2 separate regions of the Gossypium hirsutum genome follow, and region 2 is linked to region 1. A link is a contact called in public Hi-C data. All regions are on one chromosome and are shown on one strand. The core of a region is the stretch at or near the end of the contact, and the rest is flanking DNA. Distances in the headings are between cores, read along the strand shown. Region 1 holds the start of LOC107901956 (ATP synthase gamma chain, chloroplastic). Region 2 holds the start of LOC107901960 (arogenate dehydratase/prephenate dehydratase 1, chloroplastic).

Region 1 (5,170 bases), core at 1,800-4,299:
CAGGGGCCAAACTGATAACAAAAATAAAGTATAAGGGTCAAATTGATAAAAATAGTACAGGTACTAAAATGATAATTTAGCTATAGTACAAGGGCCAAAAGTGGTATTAAGCCGAAAAACAAAGTTTATTTCTAGCCCAACTGGCAGATGATATTTTCTTTGCATCTTGTTTGATTTTTAAAGTGGCCAACGAGAAAGTTAACCCCATAAATCTATCCCAGTATAAGGTTGATCAAGCCCAGCAAAAAGGGAAAATATTAGTGGACAAAATTAAAGCCCAGGAATAACAAACAACCCATGATTGCAATGCCCATGAGCGATATCATGAGTTGCCGACATTGGAGCCGGTGGCAACCGGAAAGTTAAAAACATTTCACCGTTTTTGTTTGCACTAATCTTAGCAGTCACTTTTATATTTTCTTTACACCTAAGATCGTCGGCAGTCGTTCTTCAAGACACACTCCGTTGGAGCTGCTTAGAAGCTAGTAGTATTGTTGTAAGCTTAGTTCATCTCTTTCTTTGCCGTGTTTCATTTTTAGACTGCAACTTTCTCTTCTTTCCCCCTCTCTTGTAAGTTAAGCAGATTTTATGTTGCTATAGTGATTTGGGTTTTCTTTTTCCGTTTTATTCTTTTTTACAGAAAGAAGTGTTGCTTTTGATGAATTGGGTATCGATATTTCTATGGTTTTTGCTCTTTTTGTCCAAAGAAGTTGCTTTTTCAACCGAGGATTGCATTTAGGTAAGCAATTCTCTTGCCCAAATAGTGAAGACATTGTATTCAGAGCGATTTGTGTTAATTTAAAGCATAGAAGATGGAAATTCTTGGATCAAGTGTTCCCAAGTCTTACAAATGCATTGGTGAGTCGTGTTGTTGGCGAGTTTCAGAACTCACCTCAGTTAGCCTTGGAATTTTACGATTGGTTTGGGGAGAAAAAAGGGTTCCCACTCTCATTGACATCGCGTTGTGCTCTAATTCATGTGTTGGTCAAGTCGAGGCGATTCGATGATGCATTGTCTATAATGGAGAAATTAATACATGTAGATGGAATGACCCCAATGGAAGTTTTGGATGGTTTGTTGGATAGTTATGAAATTTGTAAGTCATGTCCAGCCGTCTTTGATGCATTGGTTAGAGCTTGCACTCGATGTGGTGCAACCGAAGGTGCTTACTTAGTTATTAAGAAGTTGAGAATGGAGGGCCGTCTTGTTACTATTCATGCTTGGAATAATTTTTTGAGTCAACTATTGAAGTTAAATGAAATTGTTAGATTTTGGAACATGTATAAGGAAATAATTTCTTACGGGTATATTGAGAATTTGAATACTTTTAACTTGGTTGTATATGCTCTTTGTAAGGAATGTAAATTGCTAGAAGCTATTTCAACATTTTATCGGATGTTGAAGAGTGGGATCCTGCCTAATATTGTTACTTTCAACATGATAATAGATGGAGCTTGTAGGGTGGGTGGCATAGAGCTTGCTTTGAAGCTAGTTGAAAAGATGGGAGTAATGTCAGAGAACTTTGTTTCGCCCAACACCGTAACTTATAATTCTATCATTAACGGGTTTTGCAAATTAGGTAAAGTTGCGTTTGCAGAAGAAGTCCTTAATGATATGATTAAGGCAGGTGTCAAGCCTGATGTAAGGTCTTATGCAGCAATGATAGATGGTTATGCACGAGGAGGGTGTTTGGAGGAGGCATTAAGATTGTGTGATGAAATGGTGGAAAGGGGCTTGATGCCTAATACAGTTGTTTATAATTCAATCCTCCATTGGCTTTACTCAGAAGGTGATATCGGGGGATCTTCTTTAGTATTATCGGACATGATTGACAAGCATGTATTCCCTGATCAATTCACCTACTCTACTCTTATACAGGGGCTTTGCAGAAATGGATATGTGATGCAAGCTTTTAAATTTCATTGCCAGATTATGGAAAAGAATGTCATTGAAGACACATTCTCACACAATATTCTCATCAATTACCTTTGTAAAAGCAATGATTTATCAGGAGCCATGCAACTTGTGGGTAGCATGTTCATCCGTGGTTTAATTCCAGACTTGGTCACCTATGGTGCTTTAATTGATGGGTATTGCAAGGAAGGGAAACTAGGAAGTGCTGTTTGGGTCTACGAAAAGATGAAGGTGGAGAAAAAGCCCAACATAGTGATATATAACTCTATTCTTAATGGATTGTGCAAGGAGATGTCAATGGATGCTGCAAGACGGATGATAGATTCATTAAAGAGTCTGGGTTTACCTGATGCTATAACATATAATACTCTCATTAACGGTTATTGCAGCTGTGGTAATATGGACGAGGCATTTTCTCTGTTAATGGAGATGCGAAAGGTAGGGAGGTTTGTAAACACAGTAACTTACAATACATTGATAAACTTTCTTTGCAAGTGTGGGTGCATTCAACAAGCAAAAGAACTAACGAAGAGAATGGTTCTAGAGGGCCTGATTCCTGATTTTATAACATACGCGATGCTCATTACATGTTCTGCTAAGAATTGTAGCGCAGATGAAGTTATTGAATTGCATGACTCCATGGTGCTTAACGGAGTGGTTCCTTACCGACAGACGTATCAAGCTATTGTCAGACCCCTCCTTGGGGAAGAAAATGAGGAGACAAGAGTTTAGTTTTTATATTTTCTTACTCATGTTAGTTCAGTTGCCTTTGATTTTTCCCCCCCTTCATTCTTATTCATTGTCATCAGATAACGAACAACTGAGAACTTTTTCTTTATGTCAAATAAATATAGGGATTTCGCCTATGGTGTGGATTGTAGCCAATTATGCAGCTGTCGAACACGACAGGTTGCTAATTTATGCCATTGTATGTATTATTAAGTGAAATTTTCTACTCGAAAAACAGTTTTAGGAAAAGATGATGTTATGATGATTGTTTCTGTTTTGTTTATAAGTTGGATATGCATTCAGGGGCCTGGAAGTTCTTGAATTGGCCTGTTCTTTCCTTTCTCATTACCTAGAGCTCTAAATCTCATAGGTTCAAAGGAGTAGACATTGACAGTTAAAAGCTCTTGCAACACTGATCTAGGAAGATGATGGAGCATTTCGGTTCTGATGCAAGATGTTTCGACCTGTTAAATTGGAATTGATCTTCTGCATAATTTTGACTAATGATGTATCGGTCCATGAATGTGTGGCCTTGAAATTTCATCATCTTTTTTGTTCCTTTTTTTTTCCTCATTTCTTATTGTTACAGGGTATAAAACACCAGCAATATGTCGAAGGCAACGCATTTGTTTTCTGAAATGTAATCTTTTGATTATTTTGTATGGAAGTATGATAGACATTCAAATCATAAAGCTCTTTTGACCTGTTCTCCAACCATTTTTACAGAAAATCAGTTTTTTTGCAACATAAAGTCTATGGCTTTTCTTATCAGGTACAAACCTTTTCCACACATATTTCCTGGAAATTAACACAAGTAAATATTGTAAGTATGGTTGAAAAGTATCAAAATTCATGGAGTGGCATATACCTTTCAGAATAGGGAACCTATCAAGTTAAGATCCAAGAAGCAACCATTAGGAGGTTGCCACTTCAAAAAGGCCCCATCAAGATGTAATGGTGAAAAATCAATGGACCAAAATTTCAAAATCCTTATCCCAAAACCTCATCCATTCCCTCCCTCTCACTTCCACACATTCCCTCTGATTTCCTCCATACCAGAAACTACTCTCCAACACACAAAAGGATAAGACTTGATAAAAATCAAAATACAAAAGCAAGCCATTGTAGGAAAAAGCTCTTTCTCTTGCTCTCTTTAGAGTAAATTTCTTTTGCAATCCTTTGTAGAGCTCCGGGATCCATTGTCACCATGTCTTGCTCAAATCTGACAATGTGGGTGTCCTCAAAACCCTCTCTTTCTGACACTTCTTCACTCTCTTTCCGTTCTTTCATCAGCCCTTTTCAGCTCCCATCTCAGAGCTCAACCCCCGGTAACCCTTCCAGGTCCTCATCTGTAACCCCAGTTCACTGTGGTCTTCGTGAGCTTAGAGACCGTATTGATTCAGTAAAGAACACGCAGAAGATCACTGAAGCCATGAAACTTGTGGCTGCTGCTAAAGTTAGGAGAGCACAAGAAGCTGTTGTCAATGGCAGACCTTTCTCTGAGTCCCTGGTTGAAGTTCTTTACAACATCAATGAACAGCTCCAGACTGAAGACATAGATGCTCCTCTCACAAACGTCAGGCCTGTCAAAAAAGTTGCTTTGGTTGTTGTTACTGGTGATCGTGGTCTCTGTGGAGGTTTTAACAATGCTATCATCAAGAAAGCTGAAGCTAGAATTGCAGAATTGAAGCAGCTTGGACTTGATTATACAATAATCAGTGTGGGGAAAAAGGGTAATTCATATTTCATCCGCAGGCCCTACATCCCAGTGGACAAATTCCTAGATGGTAGCTCACTCCCTACAGCTAAAGAAGCTCAGGCAATTGCTGATGATGTTTTTTCACTCTTTGTTAGTGAAGAAGTCGATAAAGTGGAGCTTTTGTACACCAAATTCGTATCCTTGGTTAAGTCTGATCCTGTGATTCATACTTTGCTTCCACTGTCACCAAAGGGTGAAATCTGTGATGTAAATGGTGTTTGTGTTGATGCTGCTGAGGATGAGTTCTTCAGATTGACAACCAGGGAAGGGAAACTGACGGTGGAGAGAGAAGTTATGAGGACTCAGACAGCTGATTTCTCTCCCATTTTGCAGTTTGAGCAGGACCCAGTTCAGATTCTTGATGCTTTGTTGCCTCTTTATCTCAACAGCCAGGTTCTGAGGGCTTTGCAGGAATCACTAGCCAGTGAGCTTGCAGCTAGGATGAGTGCCATGAGCAATGCTACTGATAATGCCCAGGAACTGAAAAAGACCTTGTCTATCGTCTACAACCGGCAGCGTCAAGCGAAAATCACCGGAGAGATATTGGAGATTGTTGCTGGTGCCAATGCTTTGGTCTAATGAACTTGAAACCTGTTTCACCATCAATTATGTTCCCTTGTAGGTATTAAAAAGAATTATTAAATTATGAGTAGTTTCCTTATTCATTCCTATATACTTGTTTAAGAACAGGCATGCTGATATGTTTTTTTTTTTGCATTGTAATTCTCGAATGCTTATGAACTCTTTGCACAGTGGGAACCGCAATGT
Region 2 (4,912 bases), core at 1,164-3,663, 170 kb after region 1:
CCACTCTCTATCCACTTCCACCGTTGGAATACTTGTAAACTCATCAGAGAGCTCCTCCATATCTAAATTCGAGTCATCATCATCCTCTTCCACTGAGATGACTCCTTAGAATAAATCATTAGATACCAGTGGCTTCAATAGAGAATCCTTATAAGATCGAGACGGCGGTGTAGAAAAAAGATCTATTGCCTTAATCTTCTTGGTGCTACGTTCCAAGTGATCTTGTTCTTCAATAGAGCGTTCATCCATTTTTTCTAGGGCTTAAATTTGTAACACTTGAAAATATATTAAAGGTTATCAAATTAATTTTTACTTATTTGGTTAAAAATAATTTAATTTAATTCTAATAATATGTTATGTCAAATACTTTTAAAATAAAGCTGAAAAAAAATGAAAATTACAAAGTGTATATCAACCTGGAGATAGAAAACAGATATCGAAAAGCTTAATGAAAAGTAAAAATGAAAAGAATAAGAAAAAATGAAGAAACTAAAATACAAAAGAGATTTTTAAAATTATTAAACCATGAATTTAAAACCCAACCTGGGTCATTCGTCCAGGCTCGAAAATCTACTTAAAAAATAAAAGGGTTTGAACAAAAATATATATAGGTCAAAAAATTGGGCTATGAAAAACAATAATATTCGTTTTCTAAACGGGTCGAGTCTCAGTAAGACTTTTTGGTCTCCGACATGGATCAGCTTAAACTTTGTTGTTGTTGTTTTACTATTATATTACTATTATTTTATTATTATTGTTTGGATATTATATAAGTCTTATTTTATGGTTAATTTTACTATTATTTTAAATCCATTTACTTGCTAAATTAGAAATATATTAGTGTTATTTAATGTATTTCAATTTCAAGTCAAGTTCGAATTTTAGATTTTTGAAGCTAAATGGAACTCAAATCTAAAAATCGACCCAACCTGGTGGTAATCAAGTCTAGTCATCAGAATGTTAAATTGAAAGTGACTCACTCAGCCAACAATGTTACAAAGCTTAGAAGAACTGAAATGGATGTCTGCTGTAAAGGCCCTAGTGCCTCGTTTTGAGTTTGTAGCTTTTTGTTTTAGGTGCCAATCTAGTAATAGTGTATGGTCCATCACCTTACTAAATACAGATAATCCTTTGTTGTACGACATTCACAACTTGATTATGTACTATATTATTGATTTTAATTAATAAATAAGATATATTAAAAAATTGGATAAAAGTATCATAAAAGTTCCTATATCAAGAATTAAATTGTATCTCATTAAAAAAATGAGTAATTTTAAATTAGATTTGATCATGGGCCAGGTCGATGTCAAATTTTATACTCAAGTTTGACTCAAAAAATAGACCTAAAATTTTGCTCAAACTTGACCCAGATAAAAAAATACTAAACCCGAGCCCACCTGGCCTGCCCATATTGAAAATTTTTATATTATTTTTTATATAAAAATAAATTTAAAAAATACAATACATCAAATATACTAAAAACATTAAAATAAATATTTCCCAATAAATTGAAAATACATTAAAAAAATCTTTATACTTAAATAATACTAAGACAGTTACAACTTAGCAAGCAAATGCCTTTAAAATAGTAACAAAATTAACAATAAAATAAGAGTTATACAATTTCCAAACAATAATAACAAAATAGTAGCAATGTAATAACAAAATAGTAGCAAAACAAAGCAAAATGACAACAAACAGCAATAGAAATTTTTTTCTGGATTAAGTCCAGGCAAAAAAATCTTACCTTAGGTCCAACCCATTTCGAAAACGGGTGTTATTTTTTGTCCAAGTTCATTTTTCGGATCTATATTTTTGTCCAAACTCTCCCACTTTTTCGAGCGGGTTTTCAGGTCTAGGCAAATGGCCCGATCCATGATCAAACCTAATTTAAATTAGTTCTTGTAGTTAAATAAAAAAGCAAACTGATCATTTTTATTAAAGAACATATATTTTTACTATTAAAAACTGACTTGACTAATGAAATAACTAAACAATTATACATTGTATGCCACATGCACCTCATGTTGACATATATAAACTAATTTTTTATAATAAAAATAGAGAGATATTTTAAAAAAATGAACCAATTTACTCTAATTTATTTACTTTTGAATAAAAGACCAAAATATAAATTAACTTATAATACAAAAACTTTTTTTTTAGATCAAAAAATATTTTAAATAGAAAATTGAGAGTTCCAGTTCAATTTGACAATTCACCTAAAAAATACTAAAATTTATCGAAACAAGAGAATATGAATTTGAGTTCCTTATCTTTTATTTAAAAGTGAAAATAGGCTACAATTTTATATGAATAAAAAAAAGTACAAGGGATAAGATTTCTTAAAAAAAAAGTCCAAAATTGAGATATTTTATTTAAATAACTTTAGTAACGCCTGAACTGGATTTTGATAACGCTACAGAAAACATTTGGAAGAATATACTATCTAATATTTATTTTCTTCCCCAATACAATTTAATGTTATGTTTAAGTCAGCTCAGCCATTATTGTGAAATTTGGAAGGCCATTTCCAGGTTTCCAAAACCATTCCCTGATTATACGCTGCCTATTCTCCTCTATTTAATATCATATATGGAAGGTTTGGTGGTGATATAGTTGTTCCCAGGACCCAGGTTTCACTCTTGAAGATTGGATTCTCATTGGATTGCTTGGCTTCACCTTTGTTTTTTTTCCTTTCCTTCTTTGACGTCAAACACCCTCTAATCTAAGGAAACGTGTGGCCAACTTTCCTTTCCCAACTACCCTCTTCTTTTTCTAGTCTACCCAAGTTCTTTGAATTACCAGTAACATTTGTTTGATTTCTCAGTTGAAAAGAAGGGGAGAAAAAAATAGTTTGGGCTTTTCTTTTTTGAGTAGTTTTGTGTTATGGGGTCCATTCATACTTAACCTGCATTCTCCTTTCAAGTTGCCTCTCATTCTGTTTCACCAACAACACCGCACCACCAAACTTGATTCTTTTTTTCACTCATTGAGAGGTTGAAGTTTTGGCCTTTTCTTGTTTTTTTGATAGAAAAATAGCAGGACATTGGCATTGTGTGTTATTTGGTTTTTGAGATTTCTTGTATTTTTTGATGGCTTTGAAGTGTGTTCCGATCTTCTTTTGTTCTCAAAAGCCTCAGTCTCTTCTTGAGATACCAGCTTTGGGGTATAGCCGAGGTAGGATTGTGTTGGATTTGAGGCCTATTAGATTGGAATGCTGTGCTTTGGGTGCTTCAGCACAAAGTGCTATTTGTCTTGTTGAAGACGAGAAGCCTGGGGCCAAGACATCTCCCACTGGGAAGATTGATAACGATGGGAACACAATCTCAAGGGGGTTTCACAAGGACTTGAATCTTCTTCCTAGTAATCTAACTCGGTTCTAGTACTTTCAACTAATATTGGGTTTTAATTTTTTTTTTATAATTCTCTTCCTATAATTTAATTGAGTTGTTGAATGAATTTTAGATGTGATGGAAGCTATGCTTTGTTCTATAAATTAGCATTAATGAAATTATAGATGGAAATAATGTTCATTTCATTTTTTATTTTTGATGCAAATATTTTGATTGAGGTTGAAAAGAATCCTAAAATATGTTGAAGGGCAATGTAGATGGGTCCATTTGTTGTTCTAGTGTTTATAGCTAAATGAAAGGTTCTACTTTGAATGAGTTTGAATAAAGGACAGTTGGAACATTCGTTAGGATAAATGATGTTTCATTTGATATGTAGAATTACATTTATGAGGCCAATTATATTCAATGTCAGTTGTTTGAATGTGCTTCAAGGTTATGTAGCTATGTAAAGATAGAAGATGGCTGCTATTGTCTCCTGCTTGGAACTATTTTGGACTATTCGGTCCCATGGAACCGTTGGTTTAGCAAGAAAGTAAATACAAAATGAGATTCCTAGCTTGGCAGTTGAGATTTACTTTGTTGATGGCTTTTGATGCTTATGATCTTTAGTTATGTTTGTTTGAAGCCGGACATAAAAATTTTGCACTGAATCATGCATCGCTTACTTTTACGAACAACATCTTCTGCTAACATGTGTAGTTATGAGTAGGAGGAATATTCTTTTTTGGAACTTTTGAGTATCATGCGTAATGTCAACCCAATGGGATGGGATAGGACTCTCACGTGGATGAACTTGAGTTGTTCAAGGTTTGAATGACTCCCAAATGTACTCACTCCGCATGTGTACGGATAAAGGAGTATAACCGTTACGTGATCTAGGACAGGATTAATTCATACTTGGATACAATGAATATCTTTCCTATTCAGATGTAATTTAATTAGGTTGGACCGTGTACTTGAATGATCTAGTGATTTCATTGATCGTGGACGTGCTCTATAAATTTATTTCCAATTTTCTTGTATTATTCTTTTATAAGGTATTGTGTCTTATCTTTAATAACTTGGACCGTTACAGGGTTTTGGTCAATGCAATTTCTAAGATTGAATATGTAACTGTTTTGTAGAACCGCTGTCCAAAACCGATCTATCTCCATTTCCTGATGATGGTTCAAACTTGCGGGTTGCTTTTCAGGTCTGAAACTTATTTATTCTTTGATGGAATGTCCAACGTGTTTCTTGCTATACTTATGTCGGCTATTACTTATTTTAGGGAATCTCAGGTGCCTATGGCGAGGATGCTGCCCTTAAAGCATACCCTAATTGTGAGACTGTGCCATGTGACCAATTTGAAGCAGCATTCAATGTTCGGATGATAAGTACTTTAGTGGTATTTTTTTACTGCATGAACCTATGCTGAAATTTTCTCGGTTATATTGTTTTGTTCTTTTAACAGGCAGTTGAACTTTGGTTGGTGGATAAGGCAGTTCTCCCCATTGAGAATTCTGTCGGTGGTAGTCTACACCGTAATTATGATTTACTCCTCCGGCATAGGC

The links. A called contact is a pair of places that touch in the nucleus more often than the background predicts.
Region 2: a Hi-C map of leaf shows a contact between it and region 1, with 1.8 times the contacts expected there. The contact joins the promoter of LOC107901960 here to the promoter of LOC107901956 in region 1. A contact is called at or near these places in 10 of 34 Hi-C or Micro-C datasets (callus, fibers, hypocotyl and 2 more).

Annotation. Positions count from the first base shown.
Region 1 is chrD06:56,592,816-56,597,985 of Gossypium_hirsutum_v2.1, forward strand. LOC107901956 (ATP synthase gamma chain, chloroplastic) reads left to right here and starts at 3,050. Exons shown (of 2, transcript XM_016828144.2): 1 at 3,050-5,024; 2 at 5,156-5,170. The coding sequence starts at 3,851. The coding sequence ends at 4,981. It overlaps LOC107901955 (pentatricopeptide repeat-containing protein At1g11710, mitochondrial), which reads left to right and starts at 161. Exons shown (of 2, transcript XM_016828143.2): 1 at 161-496; 2 at 641-2,892. The coding sequence starts at 682. The coding sequence ends at 2,646.
Region 2 is chrD06:56,767,459-56,772,370 of Gossypium_hirsutum_v2.1, forward strand. LOC107901960 (arogenate dehydratase/prephenate dehydratase 1, chloroplastic) reads left to right here and starts at 2,414. Exons shown (of 11, transcript XM_016828155.2): 1 at 2,414-3,369; 2 at 4,484-4,551; 3 at 4,630-4,722; 4 at 4,813-4,912. The coding sequence starts at 3,099.